Regions from separate parts of the Triticum aestivum genome. Here region 1 is linked to region 2. A link is a contact called in public Hi-C data. All regions are on one chromosome and are shown on one strand. The core of a region is the stretch at or near the end of the contact, and the rest is flanking DNA. Distances in the headings are between cores, read along the strand shown.

Evidence for each region. A called contact is a pair of places that touch in the nucleus more often than the background predicts.
Region 1: a contact with region 2 is called in a Hi-C map of leaf, with 4 times the contacts expected there. The contact joins the promoter of LOC542793 here to the promoter of LOC123185983 in region 2. A contact is called at or near these places in 3 of 5 Hi-C or Micro-C datasets (all in leaf).

The regions. Positions count from the first base shown.
Region 1 is chr2A:694,252,883-694,259,177 of IWGSC CS RefSeq v2.1, forward strand. LOC542793 (ubiquinol oxidase 1a, mitochondrial) reads left to right here and starts at 4,437. Exons shown (of 4, transcript XM_044602916.1): 1 at 4,437-4,883; 2 at 5,052-5,180; 3 at 5,782-6,270. The coding sequence starts at 4,575.
Region 2 is chr2A:694,039,265-694,045,614 of IWGSC CS RefSeq v2.1, forward strand. It overlaps LOC123185983, which reads left to right and starts at 1,848. Exons shown (of 16, transcript XM_044597786.1): 1 at 1,848-1,976; 2 at 2,068-2,407; 3 at 2,489-3,418; 4 at 3,587-3,805; 5 at 4,583-4,690; 6 at 4,784-4,825; 7 at 4,913-5,008; 8 at 5,083-5,175; 9 at 5,306-5,416; 10 at 5,493-5,531; 11 at 5,617-5,667; 12 at 5,759-5,836; 13 at 5,935-6,045; 14 at 6,228-6,278. The coding sequence starts at 2,084.

The DNA of each region.
Region 1 (6,295 bases), core at 3,187-5,686, 220 kb after region 2:
CTGGTTGTGTTTGCAGGGGTGTAGTTGGATTAGAGCATCTACAGCCGGACATCTCAAATTCGCCTCATATGTCCGGGCAGGCCACCCGGTCACGATTTTTTGACCCAGACGTGCCCCTCAAACGGCCCTCAAACGCTCGGGCTGACCGACGGATATGGGGGTGCCCGAGCACGCAAGCCATGTGGATCTGACGGCGGGGTCCCACGTAGAAACGCCTGGAAACCTGGCGGTCTGACGGATGCCGTGTTCGTCGCCGCGGTGTGAACACCGCTGGCGCCGCTCCGGCTCGCCACCCAAGACCAAATCCGGCTATTTAAGTCGGCCGGTGTCCCGCAACCCTAACCCATCCCCCTCCCCCATCTTCGCGCCGCCAGTTCGAGCCCATCCACCTCCTCCCTCTCCCGCTCTGGCGCTCTTCCCACAGACGCTTCGCCCACGCTCTGACACTCTGCCATGGTTCGGAGCAAGATCACCTACTACGCCATGCTGACGTTGGAGCACTGCTACGAGATCTAGCAGGAGATCCGGGCGAGGCAAGCGGCGCGCATCGCCCGCATCGCATCGCCCGCATCGCTGTCGGGCTGCCTCCAGACTCGCCGGAGCCGGAGGAGGAGGAGCAGCTGGGGGAAGCGGAGGAGGAGGAGATGGCTCCGATGAAGGTGGAGGAGCCGGACCAGTAGGTGCCGGCCTTCAAGCAGGAGCAGGCGGAGTTCGCCGTTGTCAGACCGACGAGATGGCAGAGCAGCAGGCAATCCTGGAGTCCATCCAGGATGAGGCCTATGTCGAGGCCAACAAGGCGTTCCTCTGGCAGGCGGAGTTGGACGCGCTCTTCGCCGAGCTCGACGCGGAGATAGAGGCGAAGGAGGCCAGAGCGGAGGCGCCGGAGCTGCAGCTACCGCTCATGCTGCCGGAGCCGGGCACGGAGATCGTCGTTATCTCCGACGAGGAGTAGCTAGGATCGACGTAGTACGTAGGTTCTACTTTCTTTTCATGTCTTTATATGGATATAAGAATCTAATATGAGATGTCCGGATGCAAGAAGTGAAATTTGAGGCATGCCTGGTCACTTGTCGTCTCTTTTTTTTATGCGAATGTTGTCAGATAGTCCAAGTGAACCGAACAGAGAAAATGATGAATCCCGCACAAATCACCGTTGATCAATAAGCCCAACCCATAGTGTGTGTTCTATGTGTGTATCTTAGTTAATCGAGGAATGGATATTCAAATTGAATATCAAGGCCAGTCAATCAAACTTTTTAATCGAGGGGTTCCTACTCTGCAAATAAAATTCATGATCAAACAGTCAAACTTTGTAACCAATGGGACGTTGTTTTCATGATCAAAGAATCAAACTCGATTTCTACTCTCCAAAATGGAATTCACGCGCGCGCACAGAGACGCAGCATGGGAAGTACGACCTCTTAAACTGCAAAAACGTCTTACATTAGTATACATAGAGAGTAGCACTCTAAACAAAATCTCATATGCTTCTAGCTGTTATCGTTCATGCAAGAGTACTGCTCAGTGTTGTTAGAGCGTCTCCAGCAGCAAAACAAAAAAACACCATGTAAACAAAAAACAGTTTTTCTTCTTTTGGGGGCAAAAAATCGGCTCCAACAGCATACCAAAACCTGTAGAGCAAACATTTTTTTTTTTGTCTAGTAGACCAAAAGATTGCTATAAAGCAATGACCAAATCCGAGATGCACCAAGGTGTCGACGTGGAAGGCCCACAAAACTGAATCAAAAGCACACACAATATTAAGCTTGAGCAGCATCCACGACAACTTCAGGTTGTGTAGGAGGCGCAGAGTCTATTGCACCAACAAGTTATCGTGGATGTAACGTTCAGCGACCATTGCCCTAAGCTAGGGCATGAGGCGAAGTGAGAGCACTTTCACGAAAGCTTGGCAAAGAGGTTCGGCCAAAAATCATGAAGGGACTCAGGATGCGGCTTCTTGGGCAGCAAAGTAATGACAGCCTCATTGAGCTTCTGGAAACCCCTCCCGTTTAGAGTGTATAGCTTATCAAAGGACGCACAGACATTGGCCTTGATCATGGTCCAACAACTGCCAAGAATCCATTGGGGTCGGGCACCTTGCCGGCAGGAAGAGACTTCACTGCCACCCAGATCTCATCCTTAGAAAAGGGGTGCCTAGTTTGGAAAGATCGAACGTAACATGATGGATCTTGGCCAGATTAATGGTGAAATCATGCACGTCGACGGTGCTACGGATGTTGGTGAGGTGGTCATATGCAGCCCTGCCAGATCATCCAGTTTCGAGACGAAAGCATCCCCCACCTTGAGAGAGAATATGTGGTTCTTTTGTATCCTGTGCGAGGCATGCAAATGATGGCAGGCGAGAGGTAATCTTTCCATTCATGAGCCAAAAGAAATGAAGGAAGGTAATGGATCGGTCGAGGCGTGCCAGCCCAAGGTACACAACCTTGTGCTTGCGGCTGAGCCAGATTTCAAAGGCAGAGAGCAGCCGAAGGTCTTGCACGGCGCCGAAGCAAGCGATAACCTTACGGGCGGCCTTTAGATGAAGGGTGACGTTGTCGATGGTGCAGGCGCTCCAGCTCTGGAGTGGGCGAGGAGTGGCCAGAAGACGCGAATAGAGGTGGCGGAAATGGTCGGGGTACGGGGTCACCGATTGCCATGCTTTGAAGATGGCTTCTAGGAAGCCCTCGAGCTGCGGCCAGAAGTGCTCAAAGTGGAAGCGAGCCGTTCAATCCACAAAAGAGCGGGCAGTTATCCGATGCACCAGAGGAGCGACAGCACATCGGGCAAAATGCAGGTGAGGACTTCCCAATAGGATGCGAAGAGAACGCGATCGTTCCGAAAGAGCGTGGATGATCGCGCTCGTTCGGCCAAGTATAGCGGCGCCCATGAAGACAGAGGTCACGAAGTTCCTCATCCACGATGAACAACCGGAAGCAATGCCTGACACAACAATTCATGCAGTGGTTGTTCTTACCAGCGGTGGATGTAATTATGTTGAAATCACCCCCAAGAGCCAAGGCCTAACATGCGAAGCCCGTACTTCCTGAAGGTCTCCGATGAGGAAGCTTTCTCGTTGTCGTCGTCGTCTTGAAGGTAGGTTGGTCGCTCGCCGGAGAGGAGACCAGAGCGTGATGTGATGGGTTGGCATTGGTTGAGTTTGAGATGGAAACCTCGAAGCGGGGCGCCGATGATCAAATAGTCACAATTTTGTAATCACGGGATTTGTACCGTGCATCTCAAATTTCACAATCAAACAAAATCCAAAATTTCACTATGCATTTTCCATTTTGCCAATCACAAACTGGCTAGCATGGTCGAACGAGTCAAACCACGGTGAAAATAACCGAGAGAACAAAAAGGAAGCAAGAGCCAACACATCCAACTGATGGCACAAGTGTGTTACAATCTTAGAAGAAACACAAGCATGGCAAGCACAAGGCCACCAAAGATGATTGCTATTCCCAAGCAAAGCAAGATCCCAGATGCTTCTAGCTGCTACAGTAGTTAGCTCACGCAGGACAGGAGGGCCGTATTTGGTCACGTTCCGGTGCTGTGTTAGCTGTTAGAGATTATATGGATCTATTAATAGCGGTTGCCCCGTTTGACGGGTTCTTTCTTGGTCCACAAGTAAATATTGGGATGGATGGATGGGCATCTGCCGGAACACATCTCTCATTTCGCTTTGTTTCCTTTTCGCCAGATATTTGCCAACCGTGATAAAGATAAACGGCTGCACGTACCCGCCAAGTGTGAAAGGGTGCTAAACAGAATATTCCTCTCCTACGAGAACTACTTCAGAACCTGATTGTACAGCCAGGCTTCGATGATCCCTTTCCCGGTTTAAAAAAATAACAATTAGTTTTTTCAAAAAAAATCGTCGTTCATTGTGCATGACACTGTCTCACATATTATATTCTACCACTAACCAAACTCCATGAGTGGAGGCACACCGTCACAAATTGAATACGTTCACTTTTGCAAGCTTAAAGTAAAGTAATCCCTTAGCAGCCACTGGCCTAAAAAAATACGTACAATATAAAAAAATGCCCGCAAAATAAACAAACTTTAAAATTAAATTAAATTGAAGTTAAAACGAGTGCTTACATGGCTAACCACGAGGCGTAATTCGTGTCCCGCCTAGGCATCACACGCACGCCAGTCCGGTCGCAAAGCCGCGAACACGTGAGCCTCTCGTTGGATGCCAGTGGTCACAGGCCGTCTCCACGCGGAAGGGGGGAAAAAGGGGGGGAAGAAAATCGCAACGACCAAAATTAATGCGATCGATCGACTTGGAGGAGAAGAAAAGGCCTCCTCAGTTTCTGGGATCCCCGGGAGGCAGGCACGGCCCCCCCGCCACTGACGCCGCGGCCCCACCCCTGCCCTCGCCGCCTCCGCCATCGCTCCTCCTTCCCGATATAAAATCCCTCGGCCAAAAGACCCTTCCATTCGCAACCCGCAACCCCCCAACCCCACCCCAACCACCCACCGCAGCAACAAGGGCAAGCGTGCGTCAGCATCAAACGACGGCCCGTCCCGGATTGTGATTCGCGGAGGCGTTCCTCGGCGCCCAGATGAGCTCCCGGATGGCCGGATCGGTCCTCCTCCGCCGCGCCGGCGCCGGCGCCGGCCGCCTCTTCGCCACCACCGCGTCCCCGGCGGCCAGGACCGCCCTCGGTGGAGGTGAGGGCGCGTGGGTGCGGATGATGTCCACCTCCGCGGCCTCGCAGGTCAAGGATGAGGCGGCCAAGGGGGTCAAGGCGGAGGCGGCCAAGGGCGACGGGGAGAAGAAGGAGGTGGCCATCAGCAGCTACTGGGGGATCGAGCAGTCGAAGAAGCTGGTGCGCGAGGACGGCACCGAGTGGAAGTGGTCTTGCTTCAGGGTACGCTCTTCCCTTGCTTCCTCTGCTCTGCTTTTCCCGTTTCGGTTCCGTCGCCGGCGACGGGTGCCAGATCGGAGCGCGTACGCGGTCGATTGGCGCTGTTATTTTATTTCCTTGCTGCGCCGCCGCCGTCTGTGATTGATTGGTTGGTTTTGTTGCCCGCCGCAGCCATGGGAGACGTACACCGCTGACACGTCGATCGATCTGACCAAGCACCACGTGCCCAACACGATGCTCGACAAGATCGCCTACTACACCGTCAAGTCCCTGCGCTTCCCCACCGACATCTTCTTCCAGGTACGCGCGCCTCACCGGCCGCCACAACCGCCGGATGGTTCGTTCCGTGTTTTTTAGTCCAACCCGTTTCGCCGAAGACAGCACGATCGGCGGTGTCTGCGTCTTTGCGTGTCATGGCCTCGTGGGTGACGGATGTAGCATGGTCCCTGTCACGCTTTTGATTCTGTTCCCCCCTGCTTTCCGGGGAGACGGCGTTTGGACTTGCTATTTAGAACGCGGACCCAAGCCGTCATCCCGAGTATTTTTTACCTAATCGTTCGTTCGTGGGGATGGGTGTTTTATATTCTGCATCAGATTACTGTGGATAATCGCGTGCTGGAGAAATCCGCTGACAGTGGATGGAAGTATCGACAGATTATAGACTGTCAGCAAACATTAGGAACTGGAAACACAAATAACATGGCGACCTTGACATGCTACTACATCGGACATTTTATTATTGATTAAAGCACCAGAGAGGATGCCATTTGTTTTGCCATGTACTTTACTTTATTAAAGCATCTGTTTATCATGATTTTTGCACAAGCTGTATCATCTTGATCTCCACTCTGTATTTTGAAGTTCATCATGATCTGAAGCTGACCCTTCAAATTGGATGCAGAGGAGGTACGGCTGCCGCGCAATGATGCTGGAGACTGTTGCCGCCGTGCCGGGGATGGTGGGCGGCATGCTCCTGCACCTGCGCTCCCTCCGGCGCTTCGAGCAGAGCGGCGGCTGGATCCGCGCGCTGCTGGAGGAGGCCGAGAACGAGCGCATGCACCTCATGACCTTCATGGAGGTGGCGCAGCCGAGGTGGTACGAGCGCGCCCTCGTCATCGCCGTCCAGGGCGTCTTCTTCAACGCCTATTTCTTCGGCTACCTCATCTCGCCCAAGTTCGCACACCGCGTCGTCGGGTACCTCGAGGAGGAGGCCGTCCACTCCTACACCGAGTTCCTCAAGGACCTCGACGACGGCAAGATCGACAACGTCCCCGCCCCTGCCATCGCCATCGACTACTGGCGCCTCCCTGCCAACGCCACCCTCAAGGACGTGGTCACCGTGGTCCGCGCCGACGAGGCTCACCACCGCGACGTCAACCACTTCGCATCGGTACGCATCCTTCCAAATCCCACAA
Region 2 (6,350 bases), core at 598-3,097:
AAATCCAGGATTAATGCGAGCACCAGGATTTGAACCCTGTTGGGTTGGGGATATCACTGTCCACCTAACCAACTCAACCACAGGTTGATTCGCCATTTAGTTCCTTGCTGGTACGTGGCGGTCACGTGCCTATCATAATGAGTCGACCCATGTAATGTTACAACTAGCGTCGGTTTGAGTTTTTCCCTATGGTTTACTACTGGTTTTTGTTTATTTTTGTTTTTGTTCTTTTAACATTTTTCAATCATGGGAACTTTTTTTAGATCCATGAATGATATTCAATTTTGTGATTTTTTTCAAACTCGTGAACTTTCCTCAAATTCATGAACTTTCGTTCAATCAGTAAACTTTTTTAAATTTATGAATTTTTTTGACACTCACAAAATTTTCTCAGTTTCGTGAACTATTTTCAATTCCGCGAACGTTTTCCAATCTGTGAACTTCTCTCAAACTCAAGATTTTTTTGCAAATTCACAAACTTTGCTCAAATTAATGAACCTTTTCCAAATTCTCGAACAGTTTTCAATTTTGCGAACTTTTTTCTGATCTGTCTTTTCTCAACGGTCAAATGATTGATCGTTGGCTGGTCAACCATAAACTGAGCGAACCTTTTTTTAGAAACAACTGAGTGAACCCAAGTCACTAGCGGCAATTCCTAAACGCCGTTTTAGGTGTTTACGCAATCGGGCGCACACCCCCTACCGACGCACTGGGCCGGCCCATTTTCAATTCTTTTTTTTTGTTTCTACAACACAAAAAACCGTTTCCTAGCAATCTCGCTAGTACATGTGTGCTGCCCTAACCACTCGGCCAACTCACCTAATCGTGTTTCCTTGAGTTTTTTCACCCTTTTATTCTTTCTCCTTTTTTTGTTTTTCTTGGAAATGGGTCTATTTTTTTACTTTCTTTCTTTCTTCTTTTCTACTAAGTGTGTGATTTTTTTTCAAAATTGTGAACTTTTTTTTTCAAATTGATGAACCTTTTTTCAAATTGATGATTGTTTTTTCAAATCGATGATTTTTTCAAGTTGATAAACTTTTTTTCAAAATCGATGAAATTGTTTTCGAATTGATGATTTTCTTTTCAAAATCAATGAACCTTTGTTCAAATCGATGAACTTTTTTTCAAAATCAATGAACTTTTTAGAAATTGATAAGGTTTTTCAACTTGATTTCAAATTCAATGAACTTCTTTTCAAGTTTGATAAACTTTTTCGAATTTGATGAACTTTTTTTTCCAAATTTGATGAACTTATCGTAAATTTGATGGACTTTTATTCAAAATCAATGATTTTTTTTCAATTTTGTGAACTTTTCTTAAAAAATAATGAACTTATTCAACTTCACGATCTTTTTGTATTATTCTGAAAATTTAAGTGATACAACACATGCAATAAATAGCGCGGCTGCATGCTGTTATACTGTTGGCGCTTTTATCATTCACTGTAGTTGAGTTGGTTTAATTATTAGACGGGGGCTCGTACAGGAAGGCATTGGCGCGAGTTCGAATCCTGAAAGGACCACATTTTTTGCTGTTTTCCCGCTACACCGCGTCCCGAGCCTTGTTGGGCCAGGCCCAAGTGGGCATCGCGTGGGCGCAAGGACGCGTCAGCGGCGCTAAAGGCGCGGTTTAGGAGCTCCCGGTTAGGAGCTCTCCTGAAGCGCCGATTGGAAGGAAAAAACAGTGTTAAAAGGGCCGACAGACAAGAGCGGCGTGGTGGTGCCGCGTGCCATATATGGGCCGTGGCGTGCCGGACCTGGGCCGTGAATAAAAGGGCGTGCCAGACCTAGGCCGTGTCCGACCCTTTTTATTCTCGTGCCGGGCCATGCCCGACCTAAAGATCCGTGCCCACCGATCGACCTTAAAAGCACGGCCTCCAGGTTTGCGCCCTCTCCAGGATCGCCGTCTGTCGAGGGAACGCCTCGGATCGCCGTCTGTCGAGGGAACGCCTCGGATCGCCACTGATAACACCGCCGGTACCCCTCTGTGACCTTATAGCCCAATTTGTTTTTGTCTGGATGTTTTTTTTGTAACATTATTGATGTTGTGTGTTCATCTCCATTGTAGGTTAGGGTTTGGAGAGATGCAGCAGTGCCACGGAAAGGACAAGGCGGCTACCAGCGCGATGCCGAACCACTCAAAGGGCACGGCAGCTGCGAGCGCGATGCCGTACCACGTCAAGGACAAGGCGGCTACGATCGCCATGCAGCCGAAGCAGGTCTTTGCAGACGAGAACATCGTGCAGGAGCCCTTAGCACATCCTGATCGAATCCGACAAAGGGGGTTGAACAGGTTGCCGTCGCTTCGTGGAAAGGAGATGGCAGACACACGCTCAAGCTCTCTGTTGTCACGGAAGCACCTTGGAAAGGAGAGATCGCCGTCGCTGTCGCACAAGCTAAAGGAGAAGGTGGATACAGGCTTGATTCCACACATGCATAATGCAAAGGTGAAGATGTGCCCCTCTGATCAGTTCCGCCATCATATACAGGGTATCCAGCGGCCTGTCAAGACTGAATCACGTCTTGCCAGAGAGATGTCTCAGAAGCGAAGGGAGAAGGTGGATACAGGTCCGGTTCCACGGAAGCATGGTGCAATGGAGAAGACGTGCGTTTCTGATCAGGATATGTGGCCTTTCAAGACTGAAGCATGTCTTGCCGGAGAGATGTCTCAGAAACGAATGGAGAAGGTGGATACAGGCTCGAATCCACAGAAGCATCATGCAATGGAGAAGACGTGCACTTCTGATCAGGATATGTGGCCTTTCAAGACTGAAGCATGTCTTGCCGGAGAGATGTCTCAGAAGCGAATGGAGAAGGTGGATACAGGCTCGAATCCGCAGAAGCATAATGCAAAGGAGAAGAATCAGGATATGTGGCCTTTCAAGACTGAAGCATGTCTTGCCAGAGAGATGTCTCAGAGGCGAATGGAGAAGGTGGATACAGGCTCGAATCAACAGAAGCATAGTGCAGAGAAGAAGACGTGCCCCCCTGATCAGCTCTGCCCACATACACATGGTATCCAGCGAAAAGAGCGTCTTTCTGTAGAGAAGAAGCACACAAAAAGCAATACATCTTTTCCAGCGAAAAGAACATCTCCACAACTCAGAACAAGAACAAGTTACCGCTGTTCCGATGCGGGTACCGGTCGTCCCATCGATGCTCATGACCATGGCAACACTGGTGCTATCCAGGAACAGAAACAAGTATATGCCGCAACACAGGTAGATGAAGATGTGGGCGACATAATCCAGAAGCTGAACGAACTGGGCTTGGGAGAGGACATCGAGTTTGAGGAATACTATGGATACTTGCAGCAGCTGCCTCCCGACCCCCGTGTTGATACCTACACTGAATTGAACCTTGAGGATTACTTTAACATGGACCTCCGCCATGCGGTGTATCGCATCAGATCCTACAAGGTTCGATCCATCCATGCCTCTGTTTTTCAGTCATCTATTAGAAGTTGTTCAATCTGTACATCTGTGTTCCTTGTGACTTTATGTTACTTGTTCTATCCTACTTATGCTGGTTTCTTTAAACTCCCATCCATATTTAATTTGATCCAGTGGTGATATCATTGCCTACAGTTGTTAAAAAAGGAGTCCAATAATGAGTTGTGCTGTGATGAACTGAAAGAGTGCCCTATGGAGCTTCTTGACAGAGAAGAATTTCCTACAGATTTCCTTGTGAAGATGCGATATTTTAGCTTCTTCGACAATGACGGCATATTAGACTGGTTCTTCGACCCTGATCTCTGCAAGCTTGCTTGCGTGAATGACTACCAGCGTCTAGTCCCTCGGAAGCATGTACGTATATAATTTGATAACCGAGTGTTCCTGTGATCATTTAATTGCCTTAGGTGTTCCATTGTGTTAGTATGGCTAGTTAGGTCCATTTCTCTGAATTTGGAAACCATGCTATATACACAAGTGAGACATTATGTGGACTACTTCCAGAAAGGGTTGAAAAGTTATTTATTTATCTACTTATTTAAGGATCTAGATTGCAGTGCAATATACACAGTTACTGATGAGTTCATGATACATCTACAGAGTGTTAATTGTCATCTTGGATGGACATTTCATAGTGTTATATGCTGGAAAATGTATATCATCAAATCATCGGCCTCTGAAAACCGGCTAATCAACTACTTTAACATAGCCCCAATCCAGAATATTTTTCTTTCCACTTTATTGCCTTAATAGAGGCTCACCATTTTTTAGTATAGTAGTCATATGCATTTTTTCCTGTTGGAAATGGTAGTTTATTTTAAAGGAACCAACAGATTTGTTTACTTTTATGAATAATATAGTATGTTTTTGCTAGCCCTATATCAAACCCTTTTGTTTTCCGCCCCTTGCTATTTACAGTTTGTTACTCCCTCCGTTCACAAATATAAGATGTTTTGGATATTTTAATAGACTACATACGGATTGAAATGAGTGAACAAACTAAAACGTGTCTATGTACATCCAATTCAGAAAAAAGTTAGAACATCTTATATTTGTGAATGGAGGGAGTATGTTATAATTGTCATTCTATAAAACATTCTGACCACCCTCTTTCCCTTCATTTTGATGCAGAGTGCTTATGAGTACGCTGGTTGGGTTGTGTACCGCGGTTACCTCCATAGCTACGAGATGCAACATGAATACATCGAGTACTTCGAAACATTATTAAGGGAACTTAAGGTATACATGCATTGCAAGTCAAGCAAGACTAGCTACCTGCAACGATTGGATTTTTGTTCGGGGACTAAACCATTTTTTCTATTCTTGGTACAGTGGTTGAAAGATTGTCTACCGAGCAAGTTTTCACCTCTTACTGTAAGTGCATGACCACACAAAAGATCATGAATGGCAATGTTTCTGTATATGCTGCACCACCATGGTAATTCCTTTGTTCTTTATTAGGTAGGCAAGATACGCACCAGAGGAATTTATCAAGCAACTAAGATCGCCACTCGCTTTTCCAAGATCACAACTCATTTAGCTCGTATTGGCTTCCGTGTATGATCTCTAACACACTCACTAATGTATTTTTTGTGTGTTTTGCATCTAACAGTTCCATTCTTTCTATGCAGGATTGTTTTAACTACATGAGCATTGAGGCTACTTGGTGTAACGGGTCCGATGGTCTCTATTTCGAGATTTGGAAGCGGGTCACTCAACAGAAGGTTAACATTCAGCACTGTAAACCAGTGTCCTGCACACTCTTTGATTATCCATGTAATTCTGATTAATTCCTGGTGTTAATGAACTCTGTACATGCTTGGTAATGTATTTTTTTTCCTCGACAATGCACAGGAGAGTTTCAGAGATAGCTTGAAGGAAGTCTATAAGCTGAACAAGTGTCCATCACTACAAGATAGCATAAAATATGCCATGGAGCATGACTGTTCCATGATGGAAACGGCGGTGGGCTCTTCTTCACAGATAATTTTCAAGTCTAAAATTCATGACATGCATGCTTATCTCTTTTGCATCTTTTCAGTTTCTTCGTTGCACGGTAGGGGCAGGCATTACAAAGGAAGTAAGTACTGTGATATGCATGTGAGATTGATCCAGTGGATTATGTGTTTGTATATTTGATTTGTTTTCACGTCTGATTGCCTTAGGTACCAGAGGATAAAGCTCAGGAGTTGATTGCAGAGGCAGTTGAAAAGCTGGTACTGTGCTTGAATGAAATTGCATCTTGCTATATCCATGCCTATTTCAAAGATACCATTATGCTAAGCGAAAATCATTTTTTTTATTCAGAGGATAAAACCCAAATTCTATGATGGGTATATCAGAAAGAAGATCGACATTGCCAAAGCTATAGGAATGATTACTGAGGTACACTATCCTAATATTTGTTTGTAATTGCGCCTAATTTGATATATTCTCTGTTCATGGCAACCAAGTTATATGTGTGCTCTAATTGCAATGCACAGGATAGTTCCACAGATACTTTGAAGGACGATTATAAGCTGAACAAGTGTCCGTCATTCCAACATAGCATAAAATATGCCTTAGAGGAGGACTGTTCTGTGAGGGAATGGATGGTAGGCTCTTCTTCGATACTCCTTCAAGTCTAAAACATTTTTGTAACATGCATGGTTATCTATTCTGCTTGCTTCCTTCATCTTTTCAGTTTTCAATCAAGTACTGTGATATGCATGTGGGATTGTATCCAGTGGATTATATGTTCTTATATTTGATTTGATTTCATGTCTGATTGCCTTAGGTATCAGAGGATAAAGCTCAGGAGTTGATTGCAGAGGCAGTTAAAAAGCCGGTATGTACTGTTGAATGAAATTGCATCTTTGCTATATACACGCTTATGTCAAAAATACCATTGTGCTAAGCG